Regions from separate parts of the Mus musculus genome. Here region 2 is linked to region 1. Evidence: chromatin contacts called from public Hi-C data. All regions are on one chromosome and are shown on one strand. The core of a region is the stretch at or near the end of the contact, and the rest is flanking DNA. Distances in the headings are between cores, read along the strand shown. Region 1 holds the start of Kctd15 (potassium channel tetramerisation domain containing 15). Region 2 overlaps Gm12784 (predicted gene 12784).

Region 1 (3,052 bases), core at 433-2,932:
GAGACACAAGTTCCCTGCACCAAACACCAGGACCCAGACGCGGCTGAGGCTTGGCCAAGCCGCCTGTTGCAGGGACCTCAGCGGGTTTGCAAACTGGCCCAGCATTGACCCGCTTCTCCAAGCTGTGGTGGGAGACCCCGGTCCCGCGCCCACCCGCAGCCGAGCCCCGCCCGCCCGAGCAGAGGGAAGTGAGCAGAATGCCACGCTCATTTACACACAAAATGATTTTGTGTCCCATTGTGCTCGCAGTTGTTCAGCTCTCTGGGGGTGATTAAACTGGCTGAGCTGCGGCAGCTTGAGACGATTTCACTAAATCGCTTCTTCGTGAAGTCGCTTCTTTTGCTAAGCTGTTATCTTAACCATAAAAGGTAAACAGAAGGCGCCTCTCCAGTTCCCTTCAGCTCTTACGCCCAGGGCGCTTGCCCGAGGCAGCAGTGCCAGGGGCCTGCAGGACTGTCCAGGGGTGGAACGGGAGGGACGCAGCGGGCCACCTGGTGCGCGCCAGCGGGGCCGCAAAGCCAGCCGGCCGGTGTGAACTTCGGGGCTACAGGATCCGCTGGGCCGAACCTCCGGCCCCGCGGGCGGGGTGGCCAAGGTACCCGAAGGGCCCAGCGAAGAAGGGGTGGGAGTGCGGTGGGGGGCGGAGACAAAGTTAAATCAAGAGGCAGACACTTCAAGACCACAGATGGGAAGCTCGCCTAATTAAGGACGTAAAAGCGCTTTTGTTCTCAAAGTTTATTGTTGCCGGGATTTAAAAAAAATTAATTGAAACTAATGCTGTTATTCACTCGCGCAGTTAAATTCCTTCATGCACATTTGAGACACGGAGTGAAAACTTGAAGGTTTATCTTTCTACAGTCGGGGGCTTCTCGAGGGAGGGTAGAGAGGTGCTACTGTGACGCGAGAGTGGGAGAATGAGGGTGTTCGCATCCAGATGAGGGGGTGCGTGTGGGCAGTGGAAATCTAGAGACCGCGGTCCGGTCTTGGGGCGGCGCGTTCCCCGCCCCACATCCTTCCTGAGCTTGGAACCACCACCAGTGCGTCTAGCATGAGACTCGTAGGGTGGGCGTCAGAGAACGCACATCTGTCCCGTTAGAGACTTTTTTCTTTTCTATAAATTGGGCGCCAACCCGGTCCTGTGAGCCCCGAAAGCCCAGCTGCATGGAGCCGGTTTCAGACTCAGGAAAGTCATCAGCTCTGCAGGGCACTCGAGCCCATACTGGAACCAGAGTGCGGAGGACCTGGACGCATATTCCGCACAGCAGGATGATCAGAGCCCGGCCGAGTGGGGAGGGTCCACCCGCGGCTAGGACCAGCCCACGTGGGCACCCCCCCGCCCCGTGCGCGCCAGGCCTTTGTGCTGGGCGCCCCCACGCCGCCAGCCCCTGCGCTCAGCAGAGGGACAAAGCAGCCGCCCCCCCGCCCCCAGCCTAGGTCCCGGCCCGGGGCCGAGTGACTTTCTCGGAATTGCAGCCACTTTGGGAACCAGGGGTGTGCGGCACTGAGCGGTGGCCGCCCGTGCTGGGCTTACCTCGGAGCCGGAGCAGTGGATCGGGCACCGGCGCAGCCCCCGCCCCCCGCAGCCGCCGGTGTCGGGCGCCCGGCGCAGCCCCGTCGCCTAGCGCTCGATGCGCGCGGGTCGCTCCGGTCTCGTCCTGGAGTTACTTTCTCTCTCGCCCCCAACCCTCCCCCCACCCACCCCTCCCGCCCCGGCCCCCGCTCCGCGCGGCCCCTCGCGGCGCGCCGCGCCGGGGCCTCCCCTCCCCGCCCTCCCCTCGCCTCCTCCCTCTTCGCCGCGGCCGCCGCCGCCTCCTTTTCGCGCAGCTCTCCGGCTGCCCTCCCGCCGCTCCCACCTCTTCTCCTCCCTCTCTCTCCAGCGGCCTCCCCCGATGGCTGGAGGGGAGAAAATAGCCCCCCAAAACCAGCCGGTAGCCTGTGCGCCTCGCCGCGGCCCAGCCCGGATTGCAAAGGGCAGCGATCCGGTTCCAAATTACCCCGGCGCGGCGAGCGCGAGCGGGCGCGCGCGGGCGACTCCTGGCTCGGGGCTCGGCTGCGCCTCGGGGCAGAGGATTAGAGTCGCAATTAGCTCCGCGCGCCCGCGCCTGCCGCGCTCCGCGACAAAAAAAAAATGCACCGTTCCCCACCGCCACCACTTCCTTCCCACCTCGCGATCCCCACCCGTGGGTCCCGGAGCCCCGTGCCTGGGTGCCAGGGGGCTGGACCAGTACCCTTCCGGGAGCGCTGCGCCCGAGCCCCGCGCCCTCTGCGCCCCAGCCCCCCGCCGTCCGGCCACGCGGCGCCCGGGCCTCCTCCGGGCTCGAGGAGGGGGCGGGGGAGAGGCTGATTTTAATCATTGTCATTTCATCTGATGTAATATTTCCCCGGGCGCTTTCAGCTGGGCATAAATTTTCGACTCCCAAATAAGTAACACAGGGCACGTTTCTCACATTTCTCGACTCCTCGGTTACAAAGAGGAGAGAAGCAGCCGCCGCCGCGGCGCCCCGGGGCTGAGGGCGGGACTTGGTGTGGGGAGGGGAGAGAAACTGGGCTGCCAGGCGGCTTACCTCCCTCTCTCCCTCCCTCTCTCCCCGGGTCTCGGCCCCGGCTGCCCCTCTCCCGGGGAGCAGCGCCGGCCGTGACGTCTGCGGACACGCGGTGGCCACCGCGGGGGAGGGGAGCGCGGGGCACCCGGCCCGTCGCCTGCGGCCACTCGCGCCATTTCCTGGACGAGCGCGGCGCGATGGAGACGGCGGCGGCCAAAGGTCCCTGCGGCGCGGAGGCCTGCACCCAGAATGCCCCTAGCTGCTCCCCCGCTGCCCCTTCCTCCTCCTCCTCCTTCCCTTGCGCCCCGCCCGTCCCTCCTCCTCGACCATTTCTCGGCTCCTAGGAAACGGATCGCGGCCGGTGCGCTTTGCCCAGACTGCGCCCCCGCCTGGTTCCCGGGACTCCCGGGCCAAAGGCAGGCTTTCGGCTAGGAAGGCGGGTGCGCTTCGGCCGGGAGCAGCGGCGCGGGCCCCCCTTTACAGACTCCGGCCGGGCCTGGGCGCCCTCT
Region 2 (3,184 bases), core at 128-2,627, 97 kb before region 1:
TCCCACCTTTGTGGCATGAAGTGGAAACTTAAGGGTTCTTTGGGAAGTCAGTTGTGTTGGATGGTGTTTTGCTAAAGCAAGCACGTGAAGGAACGTTTCTCTGAGGCAGACACAGGAGAAAGGATGTTCTACTAAAGCAAACCGGTGAAAGGACGCACGATGAAGGATTCTTTGATAACGACACACATGTATTGGTCTGCTTTACGTTGTGTTGTGACTCCATAGAAAGAGACGAACCAAAAAACTTCTGATGGTGTGCCAAGGCTTCTTTGTTGCTTCTGTGGACTGGGGCCGATTGGCAGAGTGACGTCAGTTGAAACGGACTCACGTGCTGAGACAAGACACATGGTGAGGCAAGACCCATGGAGGAGATGTGATGTGTGGAGGGATTATAAATAGGACTCAACAGATTGTGAGGGGGGCTTGGTTTGCTGGTAGAGCTCGCTATGCAATGCTCATCGGGCTTGTTGGGCTTGAATCGCCACTGATCTTCGCTTCTCTGAGAGAACTTCTGGTTCGAATCCCTCCTGCTGACTCATGCTGATTCCACTGCGGCCTAGCTGGTCTTTTTAGTTATGCCACCGCTGCTGCTTCCCCGACACTACTGAACGGGACTGCTGGTGTATCCGAGAAGTGTTTGAGAGTGGATTGAGCTGCCACTGCTGACCTGTGAACTGAACTGCTGATTTCCTGACAATGCAGATGGGAGTTGCTCCAAAGAACCTTCTATAAATAGATCCACTTCCCCTGTATCCTTTCTGTTCCACCATCTCTGGTGGGTGGTGGGCTAGAAGAGAGGTTAAAGCATTTAAGAACCATCATTAAATGTAGGATTAGGAAATTTTTAAGTTACAGGGCAGGCTTCTGGTCATTTAGCCCACAGCCCAGAGTGCCTGGTGAGAAACTGCTGTCCCTGTTCACAGCATCTATGCCGCCTGTCACTTCATGTCACTTCCCACACCATTGACGCTTAGTGTGTTGTTTATAGTGCTCAGAATGACATCTGAAATGACCTTGTTTATTTGTCCATTGTCACCCCTCCCTGAGTTTAAATCTCCTGGGGACAGATGGGTGTCTGGGACTGACTTATTCACACTGATTCCTGATGTTGACCCCATGCCTGCCACTTGGAAGTCAGTCTACAGATGGTGGCTCAGTGATAATCATAAGATAGGCATTTAGCCTGTGTAGCCACCAGCCTGGGAGATAGCCCCACCACTTGAGCATGTTCAGTATGTGGAAAATGTTTTAGGATTGGAGGCCTCAGACCTCACAGGCATTGGGAAAATCTGCCTCATGTCCCCAGACAGGTATCCCAGGATAGATCTGCATCTCAGGTGTCCTCCAGGCACCTGGTCCTGCCTCAGGCACTCAGCAGTCTGATGTTCACTACAGATAGACACTTGTTGGGCGATGGGCCTCCCAGGACTCTGTGTCACTCACCAGGGCTCCTATCTCTGGAATCTTATTCCCATCCCTTTTCTGCCCTAACCTCTGTAGATGTGAGGTCTTGCCTCACTTAAGTGACTGAAGAGTTATAGAGACATGGGTGTTGACTGAATAGAGGTAGCACAGGGACCCCGCCTTGTCATTCTGGTGTCACCTGCTCTTCCTGACTGTGACCCACAAGCTTTTGGAGGCTATGGCATCAAAGCAGGCCTGGAAATGCCTTCAAGTTTAAGGTTTCCTCTTCAGCCAGTGTGTTGTGTCAGCGGGTCTGGTGGGGCTGGCAAGAGCAGTACTGCAGTGTTAGCTTGTCTCCTGTGAAGCAGGCAGAAATAATGGCTACCTTCTGTGCATCGCTGGGGCCCTGGCTTGTCAGATACCAGTGCTCCTTTTTTGTTGCTGTTGTACTTTTGATTGAGGTCAGATAAGGGGTCAGCTTCTCACTTCACCCAGAGGGCAGCAGCCTGCCTCCCAGGCCCCCTCTGCAGACCTGTACACCTGCATGCCTGTATACCTGAGAACTCACACCAGTACACCTGTAGACCTGAATTCATGCACTTGAACACCCCATATCTACCCATCTGCCTGCCTGGTTGCCTGTGTATATTAACTCTTGGATACAATAACATGCGTGCACATCTGCACATCTGCAAACCTGCACACCTGCACATCTGCAAACCTACAAACCTGCATGCAGGATACCTTTTTATGTAAATACTTAGACACCTGCAAATTTATACACTCACTGTCTTAGTGACTTGTCTATTGCTCTGGTAAAGCACTCTGATCAAGTCAGCTTATAGAAGAAGGGTTTATTTCCTGTATACAGTTCTGAGGAACAATCTATTACCATCCTGGTGGGAAAGCATGGCAGCAGGTAGGCATTGTGGCTGGAGCAGTAACCGAGGGCACACTCACATCTGGAACTTCAAACAGGAAGCAGAGAGAGCAAACCTGAGTCTTTAAAATCTCAAAGCCTGCCTCCAGTGACATACTTCCTCCAACAAGGCCACACCTCTAACCCTCCCCAAAACAGTGCCACCAACTGGAGCCAAGCATCCAAGTGCCTGAGAATCTGTGGGACCTTTCATTCAAACTGTTATACCCACATACACCTGCAAACCTGCATATAACACACTATACGCCTGCACACTCATATGCCTGCATATGGTACACACCTGCATACCAGTATGCATGCAGATACACGTGCATGGACACTTACAGACTTGCATACTTGCACACCTGCCCACAGCCTTGGGCCATCCCATGTCTCTCATCCTCAGGCCCAGTGCCTTCCTCTACTGGAACCCTGAGGTCACCATCCCCTAATCAGGTGGCTGTTCTTGTCTCTCTTCCTGGCCTCTTGCCTCCTGTGCCCAATTCCAAGGCTTGTGGTGGCCTTTCCCTCTGCACTGGATACTCCGTACACTCAGCCTTGCTTAACTTATGACAACCTAAGAGAGTAGCGTATGGTGGCTGGTGTGGGACAATCCCTGGAGTTTACAGAGTGAGGAGGAGTCAGCACAACGGGGAGAGTCCCTTCTACTCACATTACTTAGGAAGCAGTTGCTGAGTTTTCCCACCCACTCAGCTGTGAAATGGGACTGTGGTCAGCACCCACAGATCTGTGAAGATGCCTTGTCTCCATGCTGACAGCTGTTTCTTTACCTCCCGAGGAACACTAAGGGATGAAAGTGATCACTGACTCAAGGCTCTGGCAGGAGGAATCAGAAGATAT

What was found. A called contact is a pair of places that touch in the nucleus more often than the background predicts.
Region 2: a contact with region 1 is called in a Hi-C map of epidermal suprabasal cells, with 2.1 times the contacts expected there. The contact joins the enhancer-like site here to the promoter of Kctd15 in region 1. A contact is called at or near these places in 9 of 39 promoter capture datasets (the 3T3-L1 cell line, 3T3-L1-derived adipocytes, embryonic stem cells and 4 more), 29 of 484 Hi-C or Micro-C datasets (3T3-L1-derived adipocytes, the C2C12 cell line, the MC3T3-E1 cell line and 19 more), 14 of 115 datasets of contacts at active chromatin or transcription factors (craniofacial prominence, differentiating embryonic stem cells, embryonic forebrain and 8 more) and 3 of 9 other capture datasets (adipose tissue, embryonic stem cells and pancreatic islet).

What each region holds. Positions count from the first base shown.
Region 1 is chr7:34,652,716-34,655,767 of GRCm38.p6, forward strand. It overlaps Kctd15 (potassium channel tetramerisation domain containing 15), which reads right to left and starts at 1,683. Exons shown (of 7, transcript NM_001360820.1): 1 at 1,532-1,683.
Region 2 is chr7:34,555,759-34,558,942 of GRCm38.p6, forward strand. It overlaps Gm12784 (predicted gene 12784), which reads left to right. Exons shown (of 3, transcript NR_166595.1): 2 at 1-749. Among named protein-coding and RNA genes, the nearest start is that of Gm12784, 10 kb to the left of the region's middle. Within about 2 kb of position 1,378, at least 2 of the 459 cell types and tissues checked have an H3K27ac peak or open chromatin away from gene starts, as enhancers often do. A contact at or near this core is called in epidermal suprabasal cells, where this site is marked.